Linked DNA regions of Hordeum vulgare: region 1 is linked to region 2. Evidence: chromatin contacts called from public Hi-C data. All regions are on one chromosome and are shown on one strand. Each heading gives the region's core, a stretch centred on a gene start, on an enhancer-like site or on the middle of the called end of the contact. The rest is flanking DNA. Distances are from core to core; before and after follow the strand shown. Region 1 has its middle 16 kb from the start of LOC123401276. Region 2 holds the start of LOC123404241 (polyubiquitin-like).

Region 1 (5,460 bases), core at 1,892-4,391, 260 kb before region 2:
CATTTGGAGACGCTTGATATAGATTGCCGAACGGCACAAAACATCCCCTCAGATATAGTCATGTTGCGCCGCTTGTCCCATCTGATTTTTCCGCGTGATACAGGACTGCCAAATGGGATTGGGAACATGAAATCGCTGCGTACTCTACGTTGTTATTGTATGGGAAAGACCTCATTGCATGATATTGTGGGCCTCGGCGAGCTCACTAATCTGAGGGAACTGACACTCACTAAGACCTACAAGTTTGATATGGTGAAGGCAGGGGTTGATGCCTTGGTCGACTCCATTGGAAAGCTGTGTGACCTCAGATTTCTCTACCTTGCCTGCAATCTTGAACGTTATGTCGACCTGCTGGACTCGATATCTGATCCTCCCCTCTGTATGGAGAATCTGCGTTTGGGAGGATGGCCATTCTACAAGGTTCCAAAATGGATCGGTGATCTTGATTGCCTCCATAGACTGTCTCTGTGTGTTGAGCGGTTGCGGACTGATGATGTTCATGTTCTTGGGCAGCTGCCGTCCCTCGTGTATCTCAGTCTCAAGGTGTTGTCTATTCCTCAAGACAGTGCTACCATCATCTGTACAGGATCATTCCCAGTTCTGGAGTGTCTTGCTCTCATGTCTCGCGATGATGATGCAACGGCATGCATGGAGTTTGAGGCAGGGGCTATGCCCAAGCTTCGAAGGCTTGTTCTAGGAGTACATGATAGGTGGGGTGGTGGCAGTGCTATGCCAGTGGGCATGGTGCGCCTCTTATCCCTCGAGCAAATCCATGTAGATAACATGTCATCCGTCCATTTTTTTTTTAAAAAGGAGGCCATGCCCCGGCCTCTGCATCGAGTGATGCATACAGCCATTTTATTAAAAAAATTGAAAAGATCCGAAGTGGGTACAAAGTCGAAAAGTGAAGGTAAAATAAATTACAAGGCGATGAACGCCCAAGGCGAATATGTGGATAGGAGTAGTTGACTAATTCCCTACTCTATCAGCATGTCGCCATCCATATCGGCTGAAGATAGCCTGAGCTACCATCTTCCATCGGGCACACTCAGTAACCAAAGGCTCCCTGGTTTCCACAGGAGTGAGTAAGGACCACATGCGGATCAATGCGGTAGCCCTGAAGATGACCTGCAAAAAGTTAATGGATTGTTGTCTGTTAAAAACTAGGTCATTCCTGCAATTTCATATAGCCCATAAAAGTGCCGAAGTTCCTACTCGGATTAATTTAGCGAACCGGATATTAACCCCGTCAAGCCATGTCCCAAATAACATGTTAATGCTAGTCGGCGGGGTTATGTTAAAGGCTATATGGATTGAGCGCCATAATACTTTAGCCATAGGGCAGTCCAGAAAGAGGTGCTTGATAGTTTCATACGTCTGACAAAAGATACATCTCCGATTTCCTTTCCAATTACGCTTGGCCAAGTTATCCATGACAACCGTGATGTCGAGTCTGCCTTCAGGAACGCCGCACAGGTGCACCCAAGATGCCCTCCTGTTACAATCTACTAGCTAGCTAGTATTTTGATTGGCCTTCTCTGCAACTTAAATCAGCGGTTCTCCGGTTTACTTGTTGCATTAATTATTCATTGTATTTTCTGTGTACGAGCAATGCAGGTTAATTGCTCATGATACCATGTAATTTATCATGTCAGAGCTGTATATTTTGCTGCATAACTGAAAATTTACTGCCTGAGTACAGTTCGTGCATGATCTGAATGCATAATATGATATCAATAGTATCTTGTGAATTCAAGTAATCACTTGGTTAAAACCTGTAATGTAGTGGCTGCGTCTTGTACATCCGAATAATTCTTGTCTGTGAACTCTAATATTGATGTTCATTCCTAATCATTGGTGTTTGAGTAATCATCCTCGGCATCCTTATTTGATTTATCTTCTGAGCCATTATAATCAGGGTGCGCTAGCTGTTTCATTTCCAATGTGGGAGTACAACATATGCAAACCTACAGCCGATCCTTAGAAAATAAAACATAATCCTTGAAATATGACCAACCTTATGTGTGAGTGTTTTTTTTTTTTTTTTGAAAAGAAGGCATCGTCCCGGCCTCTGCATCGAGTGATGCATGCAGCCTTTTATTTAACATGAAACCAGTCTAAATCAAGTACAAAGTGGTCTTAAAAAAGAAATAAAGAGATACAAGGCGTCCATCGCGCCACAGCCGATGATAACAATAGGCCTAGATGACTATCCACCTATCCTATTAATATGTCGCCATTCAAATCGATTGAAGATACCCTGGCTTCCACGGGAGTGAGTAAGGATCACGTGCGGATCAAGGCAGTAGCCCTGAAGATGACCTGCAAAAAGTGAACATATCTTTGTCTGTTAAATATTAGATCATTTCTGCAGTTCCATACAGCCCACAAAAGTGCACAGGTTCCAACCCGAATAAGTTTAGTGTAATCAACATTAACCCCCTCCAGCCACGTCCCAAATGACATGTTAATGCTAGTAGGAGGAGAAATGTTAAAAGCAATATGTATCGAGCGTCATAAAAGTTTAGCCATAGGACAATCTAAAAAGAGGTGCTTAATATTTTCTTTATTCTGACAAAAACTGCATCTTTGATTTCCTTTCCAATTTCGCTTGGCCAAGTTATCCTTAGTTAAAACGACTCCTTTGTGAACAAACCACATGAAAAAATTTATCTTAAGGGAAACCTTGAACTTTCATATATGCATGAATTTTGGAATAGGTGAAGAATCTATGAGGGTGTAGAATAAACTCTATTCATCAGTCAGGGTGTAGAATATATATATGCACCATTCTAAAATCCGAAGTACGACATCAGTATTCAGTAGCACAAAAGCTTTGTTCAAACCACTCAAATGCTTGCAATCATGGGACAGCAGGGAGCATGGACCATTTGATTGAAGCATTGAAGCATTGGAGAACGAGAGCAGCTAGGAATTGGCCGTCCGTGACGGCGACCTCACTCAACCGGTTTGTCTCTGTGACAATAATGGTGATGTTAACCTATAAGATCAACGACTCCCCTTTGTTTGAGTCTTTGAGGGAAGCTTCCTGGAATTGCGGGCGACGACCTCCTTGCATGATTCTTCTCCGGCTATCGTTGTCCGGGAATTGAAGGCGGAAAATGAAAGTGGCAATATTAACCATAAGATCAACCTCCTCCTTGAGTAGCTTCCGGGAATCGTCTTCTTGGATCCTTTCTGAGAGTGGCCAGGCATCAGCTTCGTTGAAACAGCATAATGGATTCACAGCCTTGCAATCTCCGGGTACATGTTTTTCCACACTGAATTTTCAAAACGCGTCGTTGGCTCGACGACTCCCCACACTGCTATTTGCCCGGGCTCCTCATATCCGGCTGACCGACAACCGCATCCTCATATCCCCCTGCACCACCAGTCCATCACCTATTCCACCTCCGGCACTCCGGCTTGCCTGTTGGACTTCTCCGGCACCACCGCAGCTCCTCCCTTCGAATCGCTGTCACGCACTCACTGACTCACTCTCACTTGCAGCACGCGAGCAGGCTATTGAGTTGAGCTAACAGCAGAAGGAGCCTCGCCATTGAGATGTCTGCACCAATCATCAGCGCCACCATGGGGGCGATGAACACCCTCATCGGCAAGCTCGCCGCACTGATGGGTGACGAGTACAAGAAGCTCACGTCCGTCAGAAAGCAGGCCTCGTTCCTCAAGGATGAGCTTAGCGCCATGAAAGCTCTCCTTGAGAAGCTTGAGCTCATGGATGAACTGGATCCCTTGGCCAAGAACTGGAGGGATCATGTCAGGGAGATGTCCTACGACTTGGAGAATTGCATCGATGACTTCATGCGAGACCTTGGAGGTGCCGATGCGAAGATGGGCTTTATAAAGAAGACGGCTAAACGTCTCAAGACGCTACGGAAGCGCCATCGTATTGCTGATCGGATGGAAGAGCTCAAGGTCCTTGCTTTGCAAGCAAATGAACGACGCATGAGGTACACAACTGCCTTTTTTTAATATAGGATCTCCTTGCTCGCAAATTCGCAATTTATGCACATGAAACCCATAAATATCCAATTTTTCTTGTTCCCATGCAAAGGTACAAGATTGACGATTGTACCAATTCTACCGCTCGTGTCGTTCCCGTCGATACTCGGATGTTGGCGATCTACAAGCAGGCAGCAAGTCTTGTAGGTATTGATGGCCCAAAGAACGAGCTTGTAAGTTGGTTGACAGATACTCAGGAAAACCTCAAGGTGGTGGCTATTGTTGGATTTGGAGGTGTCGGTAAAACTACACTTGCCAAACAAGTATATGATATGATTAAAAGGCAATTTAGGTGTAAAACATTTTTATCAGTTTCTCAAAGACCTGATATGTCAAGCCTTCTTGGTCGTCTTCAATCGAAGTTTAAGATGAAAGAGGAGTTAACTCACGCTCACGAGGTGCAAGACATTGTTGGCCGTCTTAGAGAATATCTCACACATAAGAGGTACCTATTTTGTCTAAATTGACACATGTGCACTTGAGTAGTTATAGACGTTTAGAGGAGTGTTTCTTGAATGGACGACAGGCACACATAATTTTGACACTCTCATTGTCTTGAATCCCGTTCCACCCATGCTTGACGCCCTCCGTGTTGTCATGGGCTCCTGCTCTGGCTTGTCTGAACCAAAGATGGGAAAGAAAGAGGATTTTTTTTCCAAGAAAAATTGATTGATGTAGAATTAGAGATCACTAGAAAGTACTTCCTCTGTACCATAATAATTGTAGTTGGGAAGAACTAGTCCCCAACTACAGTTATTTAGGTACAAAGGGAGTAAAAATACAAAATCCATTGAATAAAAAAGGCGCCGCTAGAAGAAAGAATGGCATGATCTTCATTTGAGATAAGTAATACTACCAGGCCGAGAAGATATGCAAACTTTAGATGGGGGTATGAAAGGGAGAAGTGTGGCGCTTAATTTGCTCTTATTTCTCTATTGAGTATGTAACTGAAGTTGAATTAAAGAGTTACAACAAAAATTATGGCCATCAGATATTAGAGATTGATCGATGGCTAAGATTAGTTGGATCCTAGAAAATTGGTACTTGTATGAGTACATAAATTGGTACTTTATTTTATTGTATAATAAAAGCATGACGTCTTTTTGTTCAGACGTTTCTAAGATTAGTTAAAAAATTAGTGTTTTAACACGTCACATATTAATTAACTTAGTCTATGCCAGAAAGTTATGTGAACATGCTAAATAACGTAAGGAATATCATCTTCTTGTTTGAATTCTTGTTTAGTTCATTGTTTGTTTGTGTTTATTACTGGGTTTCAGTGCTTTCATCTTCAACTTACTATCATATCATAATTAAACATATTATCTAATATGTACAAAAAAATTGAACAGGTACCTTATTGTTGTTGATGACTTGTGGGATCAGTCAACATGGAATATCATGAGTTGTATCTTTCCAGAAGTCGGGAATGGAAGT
Region 2 (5,133 bases), core at 1,991-4,490:
TTAAAATTTACATTTATTACCCACCATGTCACCGGTAAGTAATAGAAAACGTTTCAGAAAGCAAAACAATTTTGGACTGGGCCGGCCCATATAAAAACCTCATATATTACGCTCTGCATGCTGGGAGAATATCTAGCACGCCGTATGGGCCGGCCCATGCACAGGCGCCTGCTTTTAGTTCCGTTTATTTATTTATTTTCAGTTCCGTTCTATTTTTTTAAATAATTTAGAACTTCAAATAATCTTTAAAATTTTAATAAACTGAAAATTATAAATCAACATATTTTAAAAAATAAAATGTTTGTGACTTCAAAAACTACTCGGAATTTTGTAAAAACTTATCGCATATACAATAAAATGTTTGGACAATAAGAAAAGTCCATGATTTCAAATACAATTCCATGTATTAAAAATTATTAAAGGCATTTAACAAAATGCTTTTAATTCAAAATATGTTAATGCATTTAAAAAATGTCCTAAAAGTTTAAAAATAGCTAATGCCTGTTTTGATAGTTTCTTTTTTTATTTAAATTTTTCTGTTCCATTTTTGTTTATTTCTAATTTAAATAATTGAATTACAAAAACTTTTGCATATTAAAAAAGAGGAATTTTGAATTAAATGCTGACGAAAACATAAAATGTTTGTGAATTTAAAAAAAGCACCGGATTTTTATATTTTTTTTGCAAATTCCAAAACAATGTCCATGAATTTAATAAATATATTACTGATTTATAAAAATGTTTGTTTATTCAGAAAAACTTCATGCGTTCCAAAAAATGTTTGTGAATTTAAAATAAAATCCTCCAACATAAAAAATTATGTTCGTCTTTTCTTGAACTGGTCGTCAATTCAAAAGAAAATATTTAAACCCGTCGAAATATAAAAAATATTCATGATTTTTAGTAAATGTTTGTAAATTGTAAAAAATGTTTTCGATTTAAAATTGTTTCCATATTTTTAAAATTATTCACGAAAGATCTAATGTATGTAGTTAAACATTAATACTTCTAAGTCTTTTTGAAGAATTAACTGTTGGATGAATCAAATTATTATTGTATGTTTTAAAAAAAAAAAAAATTCAAAATAAATCTTTGAGTTACCAAGATTTTAACAACCATGATATATATTTTTTGAAAATGTAAAAATTGCTTCAACTTGTGAATAAATTTAAAAGAATAAACGTTTTCTTGCATTTGTGCATAAAATTTTAAAATCAAGCAATGATATATGAACATAATGTGATCACCATCATTGAAGATTATGTTTTTATCTTCCGTGGCAACGCACGAGTCAACAGTAAAATGAACAAGCATATTGGTTCAAATTCACTTATTCATACCAAACCATACCATCAACTGTTTCCACGAAACCAACAAACATCATGGGGACTCGATGGTCCATCAAACCAGATACAGTAGACTTAACACTAACAAGACATACGACTAATAGCAGCAGGACCGTCAGTGTAATTACTGACCACCACGGAGGCGGAGCACCAGGTGGAGGGTGGACTCCTTCTGGATGTTGTAGTCGGCAAGGGTGCGGCCATCCTCCAACTGCTTGCCAGCAAAGATCAGCCGCTGCTGGTCAGGGGGGATCCCCTCCTTGTCCTGGATCTTCGCCTTGACATTGTCAATGGTGTCAGAACTCTCAACCTCCAAAGTGATGGTCTTCCCGGTCAGGGTCTTCACAAAGATCTGCATACCACCACGGAGGCGGAGGACAAGGTGGAGGGTAGACTCCTTCTGGATGTTGTAGTCAGCAAGAGTGCGACCATCCTCCAGCTGCTTGCCAGCAAAGATGAGACGCTGCTGGTCCGGGGGAATGCCCTCCTTGTCCTGGATCTTGGCCTTGACGTTGTCGATGGTGTCGGATGATTCCACCTCAAGTGTGATGGTCTTGCCAGTGAGGGTCTTGACGAAGATCTGCATGCCTCCTCGAAGGCGGAGGACAAGGTGAAGGGTGGACTCCTTCTGGATGTTGTAGTCAGCAAGGGTCCTGCCATCCTCAAGCTGCTTGCCGGCAAAGATGAGGCGCTGCTGGTCCGGGGGAATGCCTTCCTTGTCCTGGATCTTGGCCTTAACGTTGTCGATGGTGTCGGATGATTCCACCTCCAGGGTGATGGTCTTGCCAGTCAACGTCTTGACGAAGATCTGCATGCCTCCACGAAGGCGGAGGACAAGGTGAAGGGTGGACTCCTTCTGGATGTTGTAGTCAGCAAGGGTCCTGCCATCCTCGAGCTGCTTGCCAGCAAAGATGAGACGCTGCTGGTCCGGAGGGATGCCCTCCTTGTCCTGGATCTTGGACTTGACATTGTCGATTGTGTCAGACGACTCCACCTCAAGGGTGATGGTCTTTCCAGTCAATGTCTTCACAAAGATCTGCATCTGCAGAGAAGAATCCAGAAGACGATGGTAAGCCTCAAGAAGCAGACCAAGCAAAGTAACATGATAAATTCTAGTGCAGCCATATTCATAACGCCATAGAGAAGAAACAAAACAACCGAGAGCATAATACATATTCTCATCAAAGAGCTACTGATAGAAGACAGGTTCAACAAAAAGTCTACTGATATCATCTATCTCAATTCTCAAGGTTACCATCTAAGAAAATTAGCTCTCGGTACCAAAGCTAATTTTCTCGGTACAAGTACTATTGAATTACTGCAGGCTACTGTTGAATTCTAGAAGAAACGGATGAACTATAGCAAACATGCATAGGTTAACATCTAATTCCAGAATTCAGAGGGAAATCTATTAAGAAGAAACGGACGAACTAGTAGATGAAACATGCATAGGTTAACAAAATCTTAGACCATAGGTTAAGATCTGAGACCATAAGCCAGTAGGAATTCAACCCGAAGAAGAACAGATCTATCCCTTCATCATCAATAAAAAAACATAACAGGAAAGAGATCGCGAGGTCCACACGCGAAATCCCTACGAAGGAGCTGTGCGCGAATAGATCGGACAAGTAAACTACGTTCATAACACCAGGCCGGGGCAGGAACGGGTCAAATTCGACGGCACCACACCTCCCACTACCACGAAGCACCTCAAAAATCTAGATCTAGACGATACGTCAGCTGGAGGAAGGAGGCGCCATACCTTGAGGCGGTGTGGGAGGAGGATCCGACGAGCCTCGAGTTGATCGGAGACGAGATCGGTTGGGGATTTGTTCGCTTCGTTCTTGAGCGACTTGAGCGGCGGTGAGGATTGGAGGCAAGGAAAGGGCGGGTATTTATGGCGGCTCGTGACGGGCCTGGTGGGAGAAGGAATCCCGTGCCGTGACGGCTCCGTCTGATTTTTTTTTAATCTATACCTAATATATATATATATAATATAACATAGGTATAGATTATATATAATAATAATAATAATAATAAAGAGGCCGCTGCCACACCACTCGCCGCCGCGGCCGACCTTAACCATCACTGTTGTCGATCTCAACCCATCCGCCTCCGCGGCCGTACCTCTACCCGCTTCCTGCCCCCGTTTCGGCGCTCGAGCACAGCTTCTGGATCAAATCAACACGACAGCTACAGTGACTGGGGATGATGCGTCTGCTGGATGCAGAACGGTGCCGGCGCGCGAATAAGGCGCGGCGGAGTGAAGTACTTGCTGGTGGAGGCGGGCCTCCATGGCTCACACGGGGAACTCCGAGGTTTTGGCGCGGCAACGGCGACTCCTTATGGTCAGATAGAGGCGCCTAACCCTTGCTCCCCTCATCGTATCCCCTCCTCCGGCAGGAACTCGTCATCTGGTGAGATCCCTTCCCATGCCTCCAACCGTGTGCTAAGCACCGACAAAAAAAATTGTTTTGTGGGGATTTGTTTGCTGATGAATGAATGTATTGAATGTAAGATTGTATTGTTGTAGAGACACAGAATGGCACACCACCTTCAGTTTGTGATCTGATCCCACATTCTCTCCCCCATGGGTGAAATAAGATAACAGTCCATTGATCAATTCACGTAGCCTCTTTGTTTTGTTTTGCTTGTCCCGCTCAATTTCTCATCATGGTGGAATTAACAATGGACGGGTTAATTTCTCAACAAAATAGGATAGGACTGACTACATTAGTTAGTTAGCTTATTATTTTAATAAATCAAAATGATTATAAAAATATTAAAATTATATGGTATTTTTTTTCTCCCGTTGCAACGCACGGGCCCTTTTGCTAGTAATAATAAAGAGGCTATTGCTTCCGTTGAAAAACCCACCGCGACATTTTATAAAAAAATCCTATAATTTTTGTTATTCAACCATCGCTTCATCATTTATCTAAAACGTAAAAGGAAAAATCGATTCGCTGCAAAAATTATACTCGTACGCATCGCCTCCTCCCGTCGACCCTGGGCCACCCTGGCCTGTGCTAGGCCGCCGCCACACCACTCGCCGCCGTGGCCGACCTCAACCGCCATCGCTGCCGATCTCAACCCACCCGCCTCCGCGACCGTACCTCTCCCCGCTCACTGCCCCCGTTGCGGCGCTCGAGCGCATCGCATCGACCCTGGTCCATCCTGGCATGTGCCTAGGCCGCTGCCACACCACTCGCCGCCGCAGCCGACCTCAACCACCACTGTTGTCGATCTCAATCCACCCGCCTCAGCGGCCGTACCTCTGCCCGCTTGTTGCCCCCGTTTCGGCGCTCGAGCACAGCTTCTGGATCAAATCAACGCGACAGCTACAGTGACTGGGGATGATGCGTCTGCTCGATGCAGAACGGCGGCGGCGCGCGGATAAGGCGCGGCGGAGTGAAGTACTTGCTGGTGGAGGCGGGCCTCCATGGCTCACACGGGGATCTCTGAGGTTATGGCGCGGCAACAGCGACTCCTTATGGCCAGATAGATGCGCCTAACCCTTGCTCCCCTCATCGTATCCCCTCCTCCGACAGGAACTCGTCATCTGGTGAGATCCCCACCCCATGCCTCCAACTGTGTGCCAAGCACCGACAAGAAATTTTGTTTTGTAGGGATTTGTTTGCTGATGAATGAATGCATTGAATGTAAGATTGTATTGCTGTAGAGACAGAGAATGGAACACCACCTTCAGTTTGTGATCTGATCCCACTTTCTCTACCCCATGGGTGAAATAAGATAACAGTCCATTGATCAATTCACGCAGCCTCTT

What was found. A called contact is a pair of places that touch in the nucleus more often than the background predicts.
Region 1: a contact with region 2 is called in a Hi-C map of leaf, with 6 times the contacts expected there. The contact joins the enhancer-like site here to the promoter of LOC123404241 in region 2. A contact is called at or near these places in 3 of 6 Hi-C or Micro-C datasets (leaf and seedling).

What each region holds. Positions count from the first base shown.
Region 1 is chr6H:65,570,857-65,576,316 of MorexV3_pseudomolecules_assembly, reverse strand. It overlaps the pseudogene LOC123404293. Among protein-coding and RNA genes, the nearest start is that of LOC123401276, 16 kb to the right of the region's middle. Within about 2 kb of position 3,141, at least 1 of the 3 cell types and tissues checked has open chromatin away from gene starts, as enhancers often do. A contact at or near this core is called in leaf, where this site is marked.
Region 2 is chr6H:65,310,582-65,315,714 of MorexV3_pseudomolecules_assembly, reverse strand. It overlaps LOC123404241 (polyubiquitin-like), which reads right to left and starts at 3,240. Exons shown (of 2, transcript XM_045098154.1): 1 at 3,109-3,240; 2 at 1,316-2,388. The coding sequence starts at 2,388. The coding sequence ends at 1,471.